Linked DNA regions of Mus musculus: region 2 is linked to region 1. The links are chromatin contacts, called in public promoter capture Hi-C maps. All regions are on one chromosome and are shown on one strand. Each heading gives the region's core, a stretch centred on a gene start, on an enhancer-like site or on the middle of the called end of the contact. The rest is flanking DNA. Distances are from core to core; before and after follow the strand shown. Region 1 holds the start of Med17 (mediator complex subunit 17). Region 2 holds the start of Zfp560 (zinc finger protein 560).

What was found. Promoter capture Hi-C pulls out the DNA fragments that hold promoters and counts their contacts.
Region 2: a promoter capture Hi-C map of pre-B cells shows a contact between it and region 1, with 2.8 times the contacts expected there. The contact joins the promoter of Zfp560 here to the promoter of Med17 in region 1. A contact is called at or near these places in 2 of 39 promoter capture datasets (cranial neural crest and pre-B cells) and 1 of 484 Hi-C or Micro-C datasets (pre-B cells).

What each region holds. Positions count from the first base shown.
Region 1 is chr9:15,278,420-15,284,007 of GRCm38.p6, forward strand. It overlaps Med17 (mediator complex subunit 17), which reads right to left and starts at 1,487. Exons shown (of 12, transcript NM_144933.2): 1 at 1,131-1,487. The coding sequence starts at 1,374. 4931406C07Rik (RIKEN cDNA 4931406C07 gene) reads right to left here. Exons shown (of 9, transcript NM_001199485.1): 9 at 4,918-5,588.
Region 2 is chr9:20,381,317-20,386,813 of GRCm38.p6, forward strand. It overlaps Zfp560 (zinc finger protein 560), which reads right to left and starts at 3,842. Exons shown (of 7, transcript NM_001004190.3): 1 at 3,701-3,842.

The sequences.
Region 1 (5,588 bases), core at 237-2,736:
CTCTAAGGAGTTCATGATAAAGGATCAGGGAGTGAAAGTCAAAAGTTTTCTTTTAATCTTAGGCCTAACTCTCCTCCCTCCTGAGACATATCTCAACCCAGCATACAGGAACTAGTCACTCTTTCACACACCACAAGATATTTGGAAGCCAGGAGGCATGCCATTTAAGCCTGTCCCTTAATAGACAGGTCAAATGTTCCTAATGACATCAGTACTGGATCTTAATACATACCTGTGCTCTATAGTTCTTTCTGTGGGTGGGGGATTTCATGGATCAAATGTGATACACATTTAGAATTTTGCATTTAAAACTACTGAGCTGGCATGCCTTTCCAACACTGGATAATGACAATGTTGGGCTTGTTTAAGATTTAAAAAAAAAAAAAAAAAAAAAGATTTATTTATTTATTTAATGGATGTAAGTACAATGACGCTGTCTTCAGACACACCAGAAAGAAGGGGGCATCGGATTCCATTACAGATGGTTGTGAACCACCATGTGGTTGCTGGAAATTCAACTCAGGACCTCTGGAAGAGCAATCAGTACTCTTAACTGCTGGGCCATCTCTTCAGTCCCAGGTGTTTTAACTTTCTGTCAAATTTATGAAAACTACATTTAAATTTTTCTTTATTTATTGAGATGGTGTCTATTTGCTCATGTTTTTCATTAATCTGACTGCCTCTGCCTGGCGAATTACCACACTAAACACGAACATCCTCACTTAAACCGATTCTGTCACATCACTAAATCGAAAACTGTGGTTTCAAATTTTGGTTTTTTTTGATAATAAGGAGAATCCAAAGTCTAGTCTGGTTGCTTCTCCAAACTCCCCCTCTTCAGTTTTGTTTTCTTGTAATTCATTCACCTCAAAGTTTCAGTGGTCATTTTAAGTATCACCTGTTTCCACCTAAAATCACCCCCAAAAGCTTTCAGCTGTTCTTTATTAAAAAAAAAAAAAAAAAAAAAAAAAAAAGCGAATGCCTCTTCTCCTGGCCTGAACAGGACCCCGAGTCCCGACCGGGTCGGCCTTCCCACTGCTGTCAATACTTCTCAAGGCCACCCACCACAAAACACAGTTTACCCTAGGGGAGACCCTGGGATAGAACCAGCAACGAGGGCGAAGCCTCACCCTCCTCGTCGTCCTGGTCGGCTCCCGCGCCCCCCCAGTCCGGCGCATCGCCGTCAGGCCCTGCCGCCTCCTCCTCCTCAGAGCCAGAGCCCTGGCTGAAGTCGATGCGCTGTGCCAGGCGCGCCAGGTTCTGCGACATGGACAGCGGCTGCAGGTACGTCTCGGTGCCATCAAGGCCCACCTCCTGCACCTGCTTCTCGCAGGCCGACTCGATGCTGATGCGCACGGCTCGCACGCCCGACATGCTGGCGGCGGCCTGAGGGCGACTCGCCGGAGACTCAGAGTACAGCACCGACACGGAAGGCTGGAACAAGCTTCCCGCAAGCCCGACGCGGCGGCCGGGAGGAAGCAAACTACCCACTGCTGCCCCACAATCCTCCGCGCAGCGTCTCGCGGAACACTATGAGCATGCGCGAAGGGCCAGCTGCCCGGACATTTCCTGTAGGTTGCACGTGAGAGCCAGGAACTTCCGGCTGACCGGGCTCAGCCGCTGCAGTGCAAGTGGAGTGGGCTGGGTTTATGTAGATACGCTGGGCGTTGTAGTTTGTTTGTTTGTTTGTTTGTTTGTTTAATTGGTTGCTTGGTTTTTGAAATAGCTTTCTTGCTGGCCTGATTAATTTGTTGATTAGTTATTGAGACACGCAGCTTTTTTGTTAGTTGGTTAGTTATTTGATTTTTGAGACACGCAGCACACACACCAGCACTCCCGCTGATTCGGTCTGGGAGCCCGTCCGTGGGATGAGTCCACTCACTTTCCGGGTAGGTTTTCACTTCCTAGTTAAACCTCTCTGGGAACATACTCCCAGAGGTGTTTCCCCTAGGTGACTTTACATTCGTGAAGTTAACGATGAAGACGTACGTAAGGGCTTTACATTTATGTAAGCACTCACAAAGACTGTCGACGGTAGTTAACTATAATTCGCAGCTGTTTGAGTCTCTCTGTTGATGGAGCTGCCTCCAGCAAAGAAGACCGAGTCAAACAGCTAGCAGGACTACCATCCAAACTGCACCAGCTGTCTTAAACACTCCAAGAACACTCAGATATGCCTACACGAAAGATTGCAACTGATTGTCCTGGCCCAGTAAGCACAGCTTGGGCCAGGGCTTTGTGCAGACCTGTGACTGGTGGCTTAATGATAAATGGAGGACTATGCTATCTCTCCAGACATGCAGCCACCCTTACACGCATACACTCACACATTCACAGACATGTACACATATAAACAAAAGACACCGGTGTTTAGCCAAACAAATGGCTGTGATTGGCCCAAATACCCCGTCTTGGGTTGTATGAGCAGGCTACTCCTCAGGTGGTCCACCAAGAGGCACTCTCCTTTCCTCATGGTGTTAGGATGTCATGTCCAGCAATGTCTTTCACTGAGTGGCCTTTCTTACTTTCAGCCTGCAGGCTGCACCAGAAAAAGCAAGGAACATTAGCTGGTTGGCAACAGTGCCCCACAGCTTGATAGGTACTAACCCCTATACTTCTGTCCAGCCATTTCGTTTTCTGTTTGTTTGTTTTAAGAGTTTCTCTGTGTAGCCCTGGCTGTCTTGGAACTCACTCTGTAGACTAGGCTGGCCTTTGATACCACTTTGAGTCTAATCTTGGGCTCCTGAACAACCTTGCCTTGTCTAGAAATCATTTGTCAAGTCCTTGGGCCCTGGCTTCCCACAATGAAGTGTAGATGGAGGCGTTAGCATAGCTGTCTGACAGCTGAAGAATCTATAGCCTGCAGAAGCCTCTGACTTACTATTGACAATGTCCACAGGCCTGTATCCCGCTGGTAGTGCTGGTGCAGCCACTAAAGCTTTGGAGATTCCATCTCCTGGAGGAGATGCTTCCTGGGTGACCCTAGTTGGGCCCAGTGTTTAGAGTCGGAACAGCCCACCAGGTGCCCTGGCTCTCAAACACTTCTCTACAGTGCACCTCTCACCCTGCCCCCCAACACTGTCACCACTCATTGCTGTCTGACACGGAGGAGAACAAGCTTGCCTACCCAGGGTTTCCATCAGGGCAGAGCAGAGAGCACTTAGCCAGTTGAACACTGAAGAGTACCAATTCTTTCACTTGGCAGTCCAATGTCTGCAGGTAAACGTGTGTCTCCGTGTGTCTGTTCTTCCCATGCACGTGTAGGTGCCATGGAATTGCTGGCGCTGTAGTTACAGTCAGTTGGGAGCTGCCTGATGTGGGAGGCAGGGAATAGACTTGGGTCCTCTGGAAGACCTGCAAGCACTGCAGAGCCATCTTCCCAACTCCTGAGTCTACTTCTGATGCTTGACTGCAGGCGGCCTTTAATCCTACATTTGATAAATCAAGAGCACTCGAATGCTCCATTGATGTCTGGGGGAAATTCAAAGCTCGTGCAGGAACTAGTAAAGCCAGTCTCTCCTTATTTTGTCAGGCCATTTTTTTCAGACAGGCCTAGTAGCTCTCCTGATCTCTCTAGAAACCTTCCTTACATCATGATTAGCACCTTGTAGGTATGTGATTTCATTAGTCTTGATATTTGAATCAAACAAGGAAGTGAGTCCATCCTGTCAGTGTGGGACTCCACATGGAAAGAGAATTCTGTTTATGTTCCACCCCTGCTGTATTTCTCTTCATATAATATTTGTTTGGTTTCTTCAACTAAACATATCCCAGAAACTAGTGACATATCTAACATGATCACCCACCCAAAAATATTTACTGTGTGCTTATTTTGGCACTGTGCTCCAATGGTGAATTAATACCTCTCTCAGCTCCAGAGCGCAGGGTAAGTGAGAGGAGAGAATACTAGTTCTAAGCTGGGGTGACAAGTGGATCAAGCCCTTGTTGCACAAGGGTGAAGGTTGGAGTGGCAGCTCATATGCATTCCCAGTGCTCAAGGAGGTAAAGACAGGACCACACTGACTGACTAGCCTCCCTGAGTCAGCAAAGCTCAGTGTTTAAGGTGGAGGGAAATCAGATACTGAGCAGAACCTCTGGCTTCCATGTGCATGTGCACTCATGCTGTGGACATGCAAGCATGTAGCACGTACACACATATGGCCTTTCCCAGCCTTGAACATCTGCCATGACAAGCCTTATCAACCTGGACAGAGACATCTGTTTTGGCTGCAGTTGCAGGTTCCCATGGGAACTTTGATGTTTTGGCTGTTTGCGTTGACCTTGCTGCTACAACATACTCCATCTGAAGAAGGGGATTTTGTGTTTTTTTCCTTTATACATGCAAAGCTTATTGTTAAACTTTGAACCTTGATCAGAACCTTTGTATTGGCTTCATCCTTCTCTCGCCCTCTTACCTTATTTCCAGGCCCCCCTTTCAGGTAAACCCAGTTTGCCCATGGTTGCTGGATGGCTACACATACACATATAAAAAATAGTAATATTGTTTTTTAAAGATATATATATGTGTGTGTGTGTGTGTATTTGAGTACACTGTAGCTGTCTTCAGACACACCAGAAGAGGGTATCAGATCCCATTACAGATGGTTATGAACCACCATGTGGTTGCTGGGAATTGAACTCAGGACCTCTGAAAGAGCAGTCAGTGCTCTTAACCGCTAAGCAGTCTTTCCAGCCCAGTAATATTGTTTTTGTTGAAGTAAGATATTCAAAGAAACTATCAGCTGATCAGCTGGGCAGTGGTGGCGCACGCCTTTATTCCTAGTATCTGGGAGGCAGAGGCAGGCAGATCTCAAGTTCAAGACCAATCTGGTCTACAGAGTGAGTTCCAGGATGGCCAGAACTACACAGAGAAACTCTTGTCTCAATAAACAAACAAATGAAAGAAAAGAAAAAAAAAACAGTATTAAGTGATTTTATTCAGTTTCACCTCAAAAATCATGTTTAATTAAAAATAACACTATTATTAAAAATAATACAAGACATGTGCATTACAAAGTAAAGAATCAGAAAACGTTTAGGGCTTAGTTCTAAAGAGTTCCTAGACCCACATCTTATTGCCATTGGGAAGGTTGGAAAGTTGATTTCTGGCTAATGATCATCACAGGTTCTATGACACAGAACAGCAAGGAGTTTTCTAACCATCATCACCATATGCTAGCCATCAGCGCTCAGTAATAGTGTAATATCCTTTGAAAAGCACAAAAAGATTCCTTGAATGTAGTCACTTTGGGAAGAGGAATAAACAGGTCTCTGGATTCCCACCCCTCCCCCACCATCCTGCAGAATTCATGCTGGGTCCTGGCATGAGGTTCAGGTTTAAATAGAAGGCACGAGGTATACCTAACTAAGCAGATCAAGCTGTGGTCCTGCCCACCACTGTTGTCTGGGTTCCTGTTTGTCCTGAGAGGTACGTGACATCTTTCCAGAAGACAAGTTCCTCCTCTGGCTGGCACCAGGCTTCAGCCTTTTCCTTCTCCTGCCATGAAATTCCTGAGGGAATTCCAATTTCTTGTGGTTCACTGTCTCAACAGTCTATATAGCCAAAGAAAGGGCACAAAAGTGTCTCT
Region 2 (5,497 bases), core at 2,592-5,091, 5.1 Mb after region 1:
GTAGAGGGTGGGAAGGACTTGGGAAGAAGAGAGGAGGGGGGGTAAAAAGAGGGGAAGAATCAGGTATGGGAAGAGATGGAAGAGACATACAGAGGGTCAGGAAATTAAATAAAGGTGTGTAGCAATGGGGGATGGGGAACTGGGGGTAGCAACCAGAAAGCCCCAGCTGCCAGGAAAATAAGAGCCACCCAGGACCCCTCAGAGATGACATTAGCTGAAATACCCAACAAAGGAGAGGGAGAACCCGTCAAGACCATATCCAGAGGTTAGGCACACACACACCCCTTGAGGGATGGGGCCACCCACCCATCTCAAAATTTTTAACCCAGAATTGCTCCTGTCTAAAGGAAATACTGGGACAAAGAGTGGAGTAGAGACTGAATAAAAGGCCATCCAGAGACTGTGCCACATGGTGATCCATCCCACATGCAGACACCAAACCCAGACACTATTGTGGATGCCAAGAAGTACTGACATGAGCCTGATACAGCTGTCTCCTGAGAGGCTCTACCAGATCTTGACCAATACAGATGCGGATGCTCACAGCTAACCATCAACTGAGCACAGGAAACTCAAATGGAGGAGTTAGGGGAAGGACTGAAGGAGTTGAAGGGGCCTTATCTGGCATCAATGGGAGGAGAGGCCCTTGGTTCTGTGAAGGCTTAATGCCCCAATGTAGAGGAATGCTAGGGTGGTGAGGAATAAGTTGGGGGAGGGAGCACTCTCATAGAAGCAAGGTAAGGGGAGATGGGAAAGGGGGTTTTCCCCAGAGGGGAAACCAGGAAAGGGGATAACATTTGAAATGTAAGTAAATATCCAATTTTTTAAAAACGAATAAAAAGAAGAAACATTTAAAAAGAAACTTTAAAAGGAAAGTAGTTACTAATGACTGCTGTCTGCTGTACCAGGAAACTCCAAGAGCTGTGTGCAGCTACCCATGAAGAACAGGCTGGGTAAAAACTATAAGGAAATATGCCTTTACTTTGTGTTTAGTTTCTGTTTTAAGGAAGCGTGGACTTGGACTAATTATTCAGGATTCATAAAAATTATGTAAATTTAAGTATTTTTTTTTAAAGTTAACAATGGTCAAAGCTTTGATGATGTAGCTTCAGTATATAAAAGACTGGGTTCAGGCTCTCTGTCAAGAGAAGGCAAAAGAATAAAAAGGAAGAAGGAAAAAGAATGAGAAGAATGAAGCATGAATATATGTGATGCTCATACATACATGTAGGCAAAACACTCATATGCAAAAATAAAAACAAATAAAATCCTTACAAATAAAGACAAAAAAGATTTCTAATGTTCCTAACACAAAAGAAACATGTTTGAGGCTGCAGACAAGCCAACTATCCTCATCTGGTCATTACACTTGTACAAATGCTGCTCAAATAGTGCATCATACACAAAAATATGCAATCCCTAAGTATCAAGAAAAATAGTAAATAAAATCAGTTAGTAAATATTATAAATAAATAGCAATGGCATGTATCTCCAGGTACCAACAATTCTTTCTTCTTGGTATTTAACAAGACAAGTTCTTAAATGGCCTATATAAGCCCCCACTCTACACAGACACCATCAACCTAAAGGGAGTTGAAATATACACAAACTGAGAGCAACAGTGTTCTCAATTTCAAGTTCTTCATTTAAATCCTCAAATGGTACTTTTATATGCCAGGTCATATACATCGCCACTTGATTCAGATTAAGGGGACAGGGATGTATCTTTATGATTTAGCTCTTGCTAAAACATATCAGTTAAAAATGCATGAGTTCAGTCAATCTTGCTTTTAGATTAAAGCTATGCCTGGGGAATCCCACTAAATTGAAACATCTCAAGCTAATGAATAAATACAGAAGAAAACAATACACAGGCTTTACTTGAACTTTATCCTTGCTTAGATTTCTCACAGTCATAGTGTTTACTGTAGAAAAGCATTCCATTTTGGCCTTAAACCTTCTAATATAGGAGACAGTAAAATAAAATCAAAGATATTCCTACTTGTTGGCTTGATAAAATGGTCGCATAGATCCCTAGTTAAAACAACTAAGAGAGACAATACACAAAAATAGGGAGCTTAGGGTTAAATTTTATATTAAAAACAATTCTAGGAGGGTGATTATCTATCTCTATTGTTTCTCCATCTGTGGCCAACTTTGCTTGCTGAAATCCAAATATTAAAGGGCATCTATTAACATCTTACTATAACCTTGATTTGCTGGTACCACCACCTAGCCCCCTAGAAGCAATACTCGTGAAATTACTGATTCCATACATTCGACATCTGGTAATTACTGAACTCCAATAAATTCTGTAGTGTCTACTTCAATAGCTTCTCAGCAGAGTTTGCTTCCACCTCCAAAGTGAAATAGTACTCATTTTCCAGGTGACCTAACAGAACTGTCATCAAGCACTATCATTGCAAGCAAGAGCGCTGCGGCGAGACCCAACTTCTTCAGGAACACGAGTGTAACATTACACTGGCGAGTTAATAATCTAAAGTAAAGGGCATCAGAGGGGCTGAGAAACTCCTGACTCAGCATACTGACTAGAAAGCCAACACTGAAGAGAACATGATCTGCAGTCAGGAGCCAGGGAAAACCTTACAAAAACACTCAACATATGATAAAGCAACTACTGGCATGTCTCCGTCCTAAGACTACAAAGAACAAACATACAGATGAAATTTCCAGTCTCTTTTCTGCCCTCTCAAACCCCAAGCCCCTCGACACACACTCTCCACCTTCCCAGGAAAGGACAACCTCCTTCTGCTGAGGTCTCCTCTCTCTTTCATTATCATACTGCCTCTGTCAATCCTAACAAACAAGAACAATGATCTCCAAAGAGACTCAGGTGACACACTGAAAAAGGCAGTCCCAACACTCGCTAATACTTTAGGAAGAGGGAGAGATGACTATTTCCCACTCCCTTCAGCATCACTAACTCCAACATCTAGTATTTTTGGATTAAATCGCCATTTTTTTCTTTATTTTACCTATTACCATACAAAGACAGGAAAAATATAGCCCTCAACTTTGAGTCTTCATCAATTTGCAGTCTCATATTTATTTCCTTTATTAAATATTAAGCTTCTCCAATTGCTACAAGCTGCCCAAGAATATAGGCTGAATTTTGTCGCTTTGCCATAACCAACTATCCACATATACAAGAAATGACCAAATAAAACACCCATAAATAAATAAATAAAAACACTAATAAGTCATGTAACCACTTCCACAATGGAACATGTTATTTTGGGGAAACACATATTTTTCTGGTCATTGTCATTATTTGGTTCAGGATCAACTTTTATTTCCTTTAAGGCCAGAGCTATTTTTTTTTTCCATCAACACAACTCACCCAAACATTTTTTGCAGAAATAAATCAACCCGAATACTTCAATAGTCTCCACCCATTCCTCCTACAGGTCCTTGTTTTGAATCCTGTAGGTAGGGCCTAAGAAATTCCGCTACAATGAGTGAATACTGGTTTAAGGTTTTGTTTGTTGTTTTTTGTTTTTCCAGTACACACGCGTTTACAAGCACACCGACAACTAAAGAGATGGCTTTCTACCCAAATGTAACTAAGTGTTGGAAACAAATAAGGGACGTGCGAAGAGGATGCCGTATTTCTGACGACACACGCGTTTGTAAATACAAGGTGGCAAAGCCCTCTCAACAGCTTTCACCTCGCACTCACCTGAACTCGCCAATTCCTGAAAATAAAGACAGAGAACCAAGCGCGCAGCGGAGGTTCCGGCCGCGCTGGCCCGCACAGCCCGAGGAAGTGCAGCCGCCGAGGGGCGGACCCCGCCTCTGAGGAACAAAGGAGCTTCACACCCTAGAGCTCGCGCCGGAAGAGTCGGAAGGTAACACCGCCAACGGCACTTCCGCTCCCGGCCTGGGGCTGCAGGACCAGTTCCGACCACTGCGCGGGCTGTTTGGAAGACGTTCAGAGCAAGAATTTATTTAGTGTCGCCAGCGTCTCATACAAGTTGACGACCACAGAGATGGAAAAAGAACTCTGCAACCAAGGGCTGGAGCGTAAGAGACTGCGGAGGGCGGCTGATGTCACTGCTGTTTTCTTCGACTTAAGTGTCCTCCGGCTTCGGGCGCTTCAGTTTACCCTGAGTTTACGCCCCTTCAGGCAGGGCAGTTACCGATTCCTGCCCCAAGAGTGGCTTTACCCCAACTCGATTTAGAGACTGCTGGCCTGACAACCAGACCAACGACTGGAGTTGTGCCCGTGTGGACACAGGACAGACCTGTCAAAGCGCACACGTCACCCAGTGTTGCTCCTGTTAGGTTTGTGAGCCTTAATGCACCCACTTAAGTATCCAGGTACTTGTGTCTCTAGTCACAGAATTAGACGAGAAACACGCCTTTCGAAGTAAAGACAGTTTATTACGAAAAGGAAAGTAGGGTGGATGAGATGGCTCACAGAGTAAAGAAGCTTGCCTCCAAGCCTGATGATAACCTCAGTTCAAGACCCGATGAGCGAGCCGAACTTCCACAAGTTGTCCTCAGGCCGGCACACGTGCACCTGCACTCTTAACCACATTATACAAAATAATAACTAAAAGAAAATTGGGACCAGGCATAGTGACCCACACTTTTTTTATTAGATATTTACTTTATTTACATTTCAAATGTCCCCTTTCTTGCTTTCCCCTCCGAAAACCCCCTATCCTTTCTCCCCTCCCCCTGCTCACCAACCCACCCACACCTGCTTCCTGGCCCTGGCATTCCCTAAACTGGGGCATAGAACCTTCACAGGACAAAGGGCCTCTCCTCCTATTGCTGACCAACTAGGCCATCCTCTGCTACATATGCAGCTGGAGCCATGAGTTCCACCATGGGTACTCTTTGGTTGGTGGTTTAGTCCCTGGGAGCTCTGGGGGTACTGGTTAGTTCATATTGTTATTCCTCCTATAGGGCTGGAAACCCCTTCATCTCCTTGGGTCCTTTCTCTAGCTCCTTCATTGGGGACCGGACTCTTTTGAGACCCACACTTTTTTAAATTCAGAGTTTGCAAGAGTCGGAAACAGTGTGAGTTGAGTCCAGTCAAGTCTACATAAATAGTTTCAAACTAGTCAGGAATATAGGGTCACACACAAGAGAAAGAAAGGAAGGAAAGGGCTTAAAGGGGGTGAGGAGCACTCTTGAGAATGGGAGTGGTCTAGAGAGCAAAGAGCCTAGAAAATGAAATCTGTTCCTTATGACCCTTATCATGACATTTATATAGTACCTGCCACTCCTAAGTATGTGAGGGCTTCTTTTGAGCATGCTTCATATATGTTGTACATGTTATATAAAAAGACTTCCATGAGGAAGTCTTTTTCTGCCAACTGGCTTTTATATGTTTAATATTACTGTAACTCTTACAGTCTCTCCTGTCACTACATTCTTCTAGTGACTGTATGTTCCTAGATCTTTACTAAAGCAGAATAGAAAGATGAAAATTTGGGGGGACATGAGTAGGAAAAGCCTGAAAAAG